Regions from separate parts of the Mus musculus genome. Here region 2 is linked to region 1. Evidence: chromatin contacts called from public Hi-C data. All regions are on one chromosome and are shown on one strand. The core of a region is the stretch at or near the end of the contact, and the rest is flanking DNA. Distances in the headings are between cores, read along the strand shown.

Region 1 (4,967 bases), core at 1,059-3,558:
AGTCCCACATCCTGCCCCCTTCCTGCATATGCATCACTTGGTACTAACATGCAGAGAGAGTCTACACCACATCAGCCTCTTGTTCTTCTGTCCATACCACAGAGCAGAGCCAACACATGAGTTCTTAATCATGTATTCAAACATGCTCATCCATCCATTTGTCCATCTGTCCATCCATTCACTCATCCATCTGTTCATCCATCCATCCATCCATCCATCCATCCATCCATCCATCCATCCATCCATCCATCCATCCATCTGTCCATCTGTCTGTCCATCCGTCTGTCCGTCCGTCCATCCATCCATCCATCCAACCATCCAATCATCTACTCATCCACCCATTCATTCATCCACCCATTCATTCATCTATCCATCTATCCATCCACCCACCTTCTCACCCACTTGTTCATTCATTTCCACACTGATTTAAGTCTCTTGGCTACCTTGAAACATGAACTAGTAGTTAAGAACAAAGGTCTCTCAAGACACAGTCTTCACCACAGTCATATAGAATATATATTTTGCAAATACATGGACCTGGGGCTTTGGAGAAAGCTTAGTCAGTTCAGTGCTTGCCTTGAAAGCATAATGAACCCAAGTTCAACACCCAGGATCCAGTTAAAAAGGCTTGCATGGTCAGGAGCATTCGGCCAACACAAAAAGAACTCAGTGGTATTTTTGTAGACTTTCTGTCTCATTTTACTTTGTTTGGGCACTTTTTTGTTATTTTATTGTTTGTTTTAATATATTTGTATGTTTTTATTTCCATTTTTGTGTGTTTCCTGTCTTTTTGTTTATGTTTGTTTGTTTTGGAGAGAGAGAGAGAGAGAGAACATAGAGTTGGGTGAGTAGGGAGGATCTGGAAGGAATCATAGGAGGGGAAACATAATCAAAATATATTATGTGAAAAAAATATTATGTGAAAAAAAGTGTTATTTGGTCTCAGACAGCCTGTCTATGCAAAGTAACACAGAAAGGCAGGCCAGCTATTCAGGATGGCCCTGAACCCTGAAATCCCCATAGTCACCGCCTTCCATTCATTGAGTACTAAGTTTACACATGCTAAGTGAACATGTGTTTCTGGGGCGAGGTGCTGGGGACTCCAGGATGCTGAAAAGTGTTATTAGGAATTTAGCTCAATGGTAGAACACTTGTCTAGTAAGCACAAGACCCTGAGTTCAGTCCTCAGCTCTGATTTAAAAAAAAAAAAAAGAGGTGTCCATTTGTGATCCCAGTGCAAGGAAGGCAGAAGAAGACAAATGGCTTTCTGGAGCTCCCTGGTCCACCAACCTAGCTTACTTGGTAAATTCTAGTCTCAAAAACCCAAGGTGGTCAGCAGCTGAAAAATAACACCTCAGGCCACCTCCAAGTGGCCTCCCCCCACCTCCCCGCTCTCTTTTCCCCTCTCTCCATCTCTCCTTACCTCTCTCTATCTCCCTCCTAGAACCAGAAACAGAGTCTCTCAGTAGGCTGTAGGAATCTGTTTAAGGTGATTTAGAATCATCATGTGATTTCTGAGGCACAGTTGGTTTGAAGACCCCCTAAGTCTCCAGATTCACAATGTAGCAAAACCTCTTGACAGGAGTCAAGGCAGAAGCCTGTGAGGGGTGCACTGCTCTATCCCCCTTGTATTGGATCTACTATCTTCTGAGTACCCTGTAAGCATGTCTCTCCAAAAAGTCCCTCTATATAAAACTACCCTAGGCAGTCAGCTCCCAGAGGGCAGGGCTATGTCTGTTTTCCTCACTGTTCCCAGTGCTTACAGCAGGGCTTGGGACCTAGCAGGTACCCAACAAGTATTGAATCCATCCATCTACCTACCTACCCACCCATTTGTTCATCCCTTTCTCCCTCTCTCCATCCATGTCTCCATGCATTTGTCTATCTGTATAGCCATTCATCCGTGCATCCATCCATTGATTCCTTCTTATCTTCCCCCTCCCTCTTTTCTTTGATTCTCTTCAGCCTGTGCTGTGTAAGTCAGCTTTTTGTCTCATGACGTAGTGTGTATACCTGTGTAGGAGGCAGGCAGGGAACACCATGCTTGGATGAGCACTCTCTCAGTGCGCTCAGCTTCAGGTCCTGGACTGTGATGAGCAATGGGACTGGGGGCTGAGTTGTGCTAGAACAGTGGAGAATAGGCCACAGTGTGTGTTGTCTATCTCAAAACAGACACAGGCCTCCTCCATGTGAGCTTCTGAGAAGGGAGAGGTGGCTGGCACTGGGCCATCATTAAAACAGCAGCTGACCTCCTGTCAGACACGGTGAGGCTCTGCAGACCTCAGCTCTCTCTAGCTGTCCCCCGAGACATTCTGAGAGAGGGCCATCCATCATAGGGTCCCCTGGGATGGCCACTGGCGCTTGTCTGAGACTCAGTTATGGGGTTCTGTTTTCAGCTCTGATCTTGTCACATTCAAGCTGTCAACTGTACAGACCCTGAAAAGCCAGTCAGAGAACCCTGGGGATAGGTGCTCAGTAGATGACCTTGAGGAGATTCAGCTGAGTGTGGGACTGTGGTGATAAGAGGGACAAATGAGAAGAAGCCACTAGGCCAGCTGCCATTGTGCTGGTCTACCCCACCCCTTTATGTTCATCCTCCGGGGATGGGTAGGCAGCTGCATTAAATCTGTTTTGCCCTGGTACCCTACCGGTGGCCTCTCTTGCTTTCTGATAGCCTTTACCCTTTACTGGGAATACAGAAGGTGATGGAGCGGGATACACGAGTAATGCTACCTAGAGCTGTGCAATCTTGTTCTTGTGTAGTTACTTAATGTCTCTGACTGTGTCTCTTGACAGAATGGTTAAAATGGCAGGGCAGGGTGTACCACCTGGCATTTGAGACTCATTCCATCAGCCCACAGCAGACCGTTCAATCCCGTTGTCATTTGCACAGGGATGGAACACAGAACTGTTTGGATTCTTACTGTTTTGTCTCAGGTAAAGAGGTTCTGGAGCTGTCCTGCCCTGGTGTTGAGCGCCAAAACTAGGGCCTTGCCCTTGCTAGGTAAGTCTTCTACCCCTGAGCTAAATCTCCAATCCCAGAAGCATTTTAAGTTAGACATGTTGCCTGTGACCTTCCAGGGGCTGTGTTAGGGATGAACCTTAGTTGGTAGAGTGCTTGCCCCGCATGCACCAGGCCCTGAGTTCCATCCCAGCACCTTATACATCAGATGTGGTGGTCCAAGCCTCTATATAGCCCCAGTATGCAAGAGGTGGAGGCAGAAGAATGGAAAATACAGGGTCATCCTTAGCTGCAAAATGATTTGAAGCCAGTGTGGAATATTTAAGATCTGGACCAAAATAGAATAAACAGATAAACAAACAAAAAATAGAAAAACAAAAACAAAAAAAATCCTCCCCAACCAAAACATAAAACATAAAAAATAAAAAATGAAAAACAAAACAAAAAAGCAGAAACGTACCTAGGCCTGCTTAAGGAGGGAAGTTAGGAATCGGGGTGCGGATGAGGATAGGTGTCTATCAGTCTCTGTTCCCTCCTGGTCTCTTACATCACTCACAGGGACTGAAGAACACTGGTAGCCATAGGTGTGGGCCCAGTGACTCCTCACGGGGCACAGCAGGGCAGTGTGCTGGCTTTTCTGGCTCTCCTCAGGCTGGCTCTAAGGCAGGCAGGAGGCCATCTCAACTGGGGCTGTGGGAAGCCTGGAGCTGGGCGAAGAGCTGCTCACATTAGCTACAGGGCCATAGCAAGGCTCAGAGTCTATTTGGGACTGAGGAATCAATGCTGGGAGGGGAGGGAGGAGCAAGGCTGGATGAATGCAGCAAGGACCCTCCCACATCTTCCAGAATGCTTTTCTGTACCTCCTGTAGCATGGGCCCCACAGCTACTCAAAGGCATCTCCACTTCCTCCTGGCCCAGCGTTGTGAAATGTCCGTGCAGAATGGAAACCCAGACACCACGCCCTCTGGGTTGAGACTCATGCAATCTCCGGTCCTGGTCAGTGAGTGACGTGGAAGCTTGTTTGTGTGTGGGCTGTTCCCACAGCCAGGTACCCCATGATAGTTCAGCCCCACCTTACTCTCAGAGGAAGGCACGGCCCTATCTACTTTGGCCCTGGATCATAGCAGTGACAGGGGGTGGCGTGGTAATTTCCCCCTTTCTTTGTGTCATATAGTTTAGACTACATTCATGGTTTCCAAAACACAGTTTTATACACTACTGGCCAAACACAAGCTGATTTTAGATACTATATGACTGAATCTTTTTATGTACTTATTTCAATACTTAACTAGCATGTCATACATATGATTTCATGCTTGTTATTGCCTGGCAAAAGTTTCAGTTTATTTAAGTAAAAAGGCTGAACATAAACAAGTCGAGTCAGTTAAAATATTAGCAGATTGGACTGGAGATGGGGCTCAGTGGGTAGAGTGCTGACAAGCACGCATGAAGCCTTGGGTTCCAGCCCCCAGCACCCCCAAAGCAAAGTGAGGTGATGCATACTTAGAACTCAGGAGGTGGAAGCAGGAAGACCAGAAATTCAAGGTCATTTTCAGATACATAGTGAGTCTGAGGCCAGCCTGGGCTATGTGAGATGCTGTCCCAAAACCAAACCAAACCAAACCAAACCAAACCAAACCAAACCATACTAAACTTTAGTATGGGAGATAAAAATGTCAACCACATGCATATCTTATAAAAATTTCTGTTTGTCACATTGATTAAAAATCAAACAGATGGAAGCAATTTTAATAATGTAATTGATATGTCTAAAATACTTTTGTATATATAATAGCTAGAAAATCATTGAACAGTTTTATGTAACATATATGCATATACACATTATATGCACATATATATGCATTACAATATACATGTTGCACACACAATATGTTGTAAAAATTTGATTGTGTTGCTATCTATGCCAGACTTCAAATATGACCTAGCCCTATTTCAGAAACACAGAGGCCACAGTTGGCTGGAAGTACAGGCTTAGGCTCTCTGT
Region 2 (4,967 bases), core at 704-3,203, 110 kb after region 1:
CTTTCTGAAGCCTCGGGACAGGAAGCCCAAGTGCGTCCACACGCAGCTCCCGTGAGAGACGGCTGAGGTGGCAGTTTGAGCAGAGGGGGTGGCAATTGTGCTTTCTGGATGGTTTTGCTCCCTGTGGCCGTCACCCACTCTGGACATGCTGACAGCTCCCTCATTTCATACATGCTTATAGCTCATTAGTTTTCCAGCCCACAAGCTGTGAGTCTCCACTTTGACATGGAAAACACTGCCTGTTATTTATAGTGTGCCATGTTTGGGCTGGCCATCAGAAAATATATATTGAAACAATTTTCCACTTGTTTAAGTTTCTCCTCTCCTGTGGATTTTAGTCCTCTTTCTTTCTCCTTCCCCATCCCTCTTTCTCTGACAGATTCTCAGTCTGCAGTCTGTGCTGGTGTCAAATGCACAGTCCCTCTGCCTTAGCCTCTTGAATGTGTCCCCATGCCTGGCTCGAAAACTTCAATACATCTTTTAATAATATCTCATTTCAGGTTACTATCACTTGCATTATAACAGCCAGATGTCTTATCCTCATGTTTTGGGGGTCCACAGATTTACTTTTCCGCTGCATTGTTTCCCATACGACCAGTTGGCTCCGTGCTTCCTAACTTAAGTGTGGGAACTTTGGTCCTGCCTTTAGAGACCAAAAGGAATGCTTGCAGCCCCGTTTTGGGTCATTGTTCTAGGCTCTGCATTTGCTAAATGAATTTGTTTAATGCCAAGTTTCCCGGGAGAGAAGCTAGCCTATTTTAGTCCATCAAATTCATCATCTGCTTTTTATTGTCCTTGTGGATATCAGTGGGTTTAGAGGCCAACGACCCAAGTTACTCGAACGTCAATTGAGGACTGCCATCTAGTGGCCGGGCAACCTCTGTAGCTAATGATGTCTGTGGAACAACCTGCCAGAAAGGATCCAATTCTACCTGCTCCCTCGGCAGAGTCTTCTGACAGGCTAGATGCACCTTCCATTTCTGCTCTCTGATTCTTCAAAGTAACTGCCACAATGCCAGGGTAGCGACCTCCCTATGCCTTGAAGGAGGAGAAGTCATTCTCGTTCTGGTTGTAGTTATTTTTGGACCCGCCTTTGGGCAATGGTTTGAGCCAAGTTTTGAGAGGTTTAAAGCAAAAGTTTTAATACTATGCAAGGTAAGACAGAGGCTTGCAGTGGGGGCGGAGTCTCACCTGCCCAGCACTGGTTTTCTTTGATCTTCCTTCCTTCCTTCCTTCCTTTCTTTCTTTCTTTCTTTCTTTCTTTCTTTCTTTCTTTCTTTCTTTCTTTCTTTCTTTTAAAAAACCCTTTTATTTGAAAGATTTGTTTTATTTTTAATTATGTATATGTGTGTGCATCTGCTTGAGTGTGTGCAGATGAGTGACAAAAGAGAATGTCAGGATCCCTGGAGCTGGAGCTACAGGTAGTTGTGAGCTGCCCTTTATGGGTGCTGGAATCTTGGGTCCTTTAAAACAGTGGCACACACATGCATGTGTACACACACACACACACACACACACACTCTTATCTCCGTTGTTGGGCTCTCCTTGGTCTGGAGATGACTCAGACAGGAGTGACTGGCCAGTAAGTCGCAGGCATCCCTCTGTTCCCACTTCCTCAGGGCTGGGAGTACAGATGCATGCCACTGTGTCTGACTTTTCTTTTCTTTTTAAAATGTTTCTGGGAATTAAATTCAGATCCTAAGAGTTAAGTCAAGCACTTTACTGACTGAGTCACCCCCAGTCCCTGGGTGTGGGCTTGCTAAGTGTGACTCCTGCACTAGCAGCATTGATATTGCCTGTGACTTGTTAAGAACTCGCAGCCTCTTGGTCCCGGCTGGATGGGAAACTCTTGGGAAGAAGCCCAGAAATCGGTCGGAGTCTTAGCTGCTCCAGATGAACACTCAGCTTACAGCACTGTGCTGGGGAAAGGAGTCGGCTCTGGGCCCCAGGGTCCGACTCTGGGCAAACGGGAAGTAGATGGTCTCCAGGGTGCATTTGGTTCTCCACAACCCTCCTTCCTCTTCAGGGCCCTTTCCCTGTGCTATTTACCCAACAAACAGCATACCTTTATTAGGCGGATGCTACAAGCAAGCCATTGCTTCCAGTCGTGTAGAGAAGGGAGATGCTCAGAGAAAGGGACAGAGGACTTAGCTGTCATGACTTTGTTTTGTATGTGTTTCCATATGTCCAGGAGCGTGTGGAGGCCAGATGTGGTGACACAAACCTTTAATCCCAGCACTTTGGGGACAGAAGAAAGGAGATCTGTGAGTTTAAGGCCAGCCTGGTTTACATAGTGAGTTCCAGGACAGCCAGGACTAAATAGGAGATCCTGTCTCAAAAAAAAAAAAAAAAATCCAAACTAATTTTTCAAAAAAAATCTTTTGGGGAGTTAGGGGAGGTGTCACGGTGTCCATGCGGAGGTCACAGGACAACTTGTGGGAGTCAGTTCTCTTCACCAGGTGGGTCCTGGGCTTGTCCTCAGTAGCTAGGCTAGGAAAGAAGAGCTTACACCTGCTGAGATCTCACCCGCCCTCTACCTTATTTTGGAGACAAAGTGTTTTACTGACTTGGTGAGACTGGCTGGCCAGGGGTTCCCAGTGTTGGCATTACAATGTGTGGTGCCAGGCCCAGCCTTTTCTGTGGGTGCTGGAGATCTGAACTCAGGACTTTATACTGTCATCCCCCTTTACCCCCCATCCCCGCTCTCCAACAGTTGCCTAGGGGATGCCTCTGCTGCTCCCAGGACTCTGTTTAAAGAGAAGATCAGCAGAAGTGGGGTTTGATGGAGAACGTAGTACAGGTTTTTGGGAGATGAGTGTGGCTTCAGAGCTGCTTGAAACCTTTATAGCCTCCTGCCTGCAGCACTCAGGAGACATGCTTTGTTTTTAATTTTGTTTTGTTTTTTGTTTTGTTTTTCTAAATTGAACTCTAGTCCATTATAAAAAGATTAAAACAACATGCTGCGATTTCACCACCCAAAGGTTAGGCAATTCAAAAGCCAAGAGTCGACGTGTGCTTATTGAAAGGCCTTGGGGAAAACTGTCAATAGTTCTGGAAAGTTTGGCTGCCCGTTCAAAGACCTGTTTCATGCTCTGCATCAACCTGCCTGGATCAATACGGCCCGTATGTCGGCCAGCACATTTGCCTCTTGTTTAATTTGCCATTTATAAGTTTGGTCGGTCCAATGTGTCTAAGCAATTACAATGCAGAGAATAAATAAGCACGGCGGCCAATCAAACTGGATTTGCGGCACAATTAGACATCAAGTGCCCACAGAGCCGGGCATAGCACTCCACTCGCAGATGAGAATACAAATGTTTGCTTGTACATCAAATGAAGTCTCTTCTCTCTCCTGAATATAAATGGCTCCTGGATCGATCTTCCAGGCAGGCCCATGTGAGAGAGAGAGAGAAAAAGGCCCTGCTTTGTAAGCCGGAAGTCTCGCAGAGAGATGGTGCAAGGCAGAGGTCCCTACTTTTCTTCCTGTTCCTGTGGCAAAGCACTCTGACTGAAAGCAATTTAGGGGAGGAAAAGGTTTATTTGGGTTCCATGTCACAGTCTATCATGAAGGGAAGGTCCAGGCAGGAACTCAAAGCGACTGGCTGTGTGAGGTCCACAGTCAAGAACAGCGAGAAGTGAATGGACCCTTGCTGCATGTCTCCTTGCGTGTCACCCAGCTAGCTTTCTCTAGAGTCTAGGGTCCCACTGTGAGCGACGAACAGTCAAGACAATCCCTCACAGATGTGTCTACAGACCAACCTGATCTACGTAGTTCGTCAACTGAGACTCTCTTCCCAGGTGACTCTAGGTTGTGACAAGTTAATTAGAACTGTCACAGCAGTCTTGCAGAGTACCAAAGACAACTGTCCCCACCAGATCCTTTGTATATTATTGCATCTCATTTGTTATCTGTAACTCTGGGTCAAAGCAGACATCTTCACAAGTAGCTGGGGAAACAAACAGTCTAAAGGGGCACGGATGCCTCCTGTATAAACTCAGCATCTGTGTTATTTCCAAACCTGTAGTTTCAGAGTGCTGGACTTCCCGGTCAAGAAGGGAACAACTAGGACTAGGGCCAAGCTTAGTGGGAGAACTGGGGTATGTGTATCATGGCTGTGGGTGTGATCTCCATCACAACAAAGCAAACAAAGTGAACCTGTACCCCAGTGGCCTTTATCCTCCATGCTTCTGCTGTTCCTCACGAGTCCGTGATCCCCGCTCTACCACCCCGAGAAGAGCAGCTTTCACTGGCCGGGTGACCAAGCACTGAAGGGTTAGACTCAAAGCTGATGTGGACCTGACAGAACCGTCCCTGCACATTTGAATGGTTAAGATGTGTGTGGACTTCATAAACGGCTGTGCGGAGTGGGCTCTGTGTCAGTGGCTTGTCAGGTGCATGCCCCTAGAGAAACTGCTGTGTGTGTGAATGTGTGTTTGTGTGTATGTGTGTCTGAGTGTGTGTATGAGTGTATGTATTTGTGTGTGTTTGTATGTATGTGTGAGTGTGTGCGAATGTGTGGGTGTGGTGTGAATGTGTGAGTGTGTATATTTTGTGTGTGTGAATGTGTTTGTGTATATGTGTTTGAGTGTGTGTGAATGTATGTATTTGTGTGTATGTGTTTGAGTGTGTGTGAATGTATGTATTTGTGTGTGTTTGTGTGTATGTGTTTGTGTGTGTGTGAGAGAGAGAGAGAGAGAGAAAAGCAGACAGAGAGATAGAGAGAGGGAGAGACAGAGGGGGAGAGAGAGGAGAGAGACACTTTGAAGATTTTATTTGTAGTGCTTTTGAAGATTGGCTGCTCTCAGACCACAGGTCAACCCTCCCATGACAAAGCCTGACCGATGAAGGAGTTCATCACTGAATAAGTGAGACTCAGAAAAGGAAAGCAAGCCCAGTTAGTAGCTGGGTAGAGAGCATGCAGGCTGCGGGTGAGATTTACAGAAGAACTGACTTGGAATTAAGCTAA

The links. Hi-C and Micro-C count contacts between places; a contact is called where the count stands out from the background.
Region 2: a contact with region 1 is called in a Hi-C map of the N1E-115 cell line, with 9 times the contacts expected there. The contact joins two enhancer-like sites. A contact is called at or near these places in 2 of 39 promoter capture datasets (the C10 cell line and pre-B cells), 1 of 15 datasets of contacts at CTCF or cohesin (large pre-B cells), 25 of 484 Hi-C or Micro-C datasets (B cells, the C10 cell line, CD8 T cells and 19 more) and 6 of 115 datasets of contacts at active chromatin or transcription factors (CD8 T cells, the HPC-7 cell line, bone marrow-derived dendritic cells and 3 more).

The regions. Positions count from the first base shown.
Region 1 is chr1:128,709,128-128,714,094 of GRCm38.p6, forward strand. No RefSeq gene overlaps it. Among named protein-coding and RNA genes, the nearest start is that of Cxcr4, 120 kb to the left of the region's middle. Within about 2 kb of position 2,309, at least 56 of the 459 cell types and tissues checked have an H3K27ac peak or open chromatin away from gene starts, as enhancers often do. A contact at or near this core is called in B cells, the N1E-115 cell line, double positive thymocytes and 1 more, where this site is marked.
Region 2 is chr1:128,823,553-128,828,519 of GRCm38.p6, forward strand. No RefSeq gene overlaps it. Among named protein-coding and RNA genes, the nearest start is that of Gm23056, 60 kb to the right of the region's middle. Within about 2 kb of position 1,954, at least 65 of the 459 cell types and tissues checked have an H3K27ac peak or open chromatin away from gene starts, as enhancers often do. A contact at or near this core is called in B cells, the N1E-115 cell line, double positive thymocytes and 1 more, where this site is marked.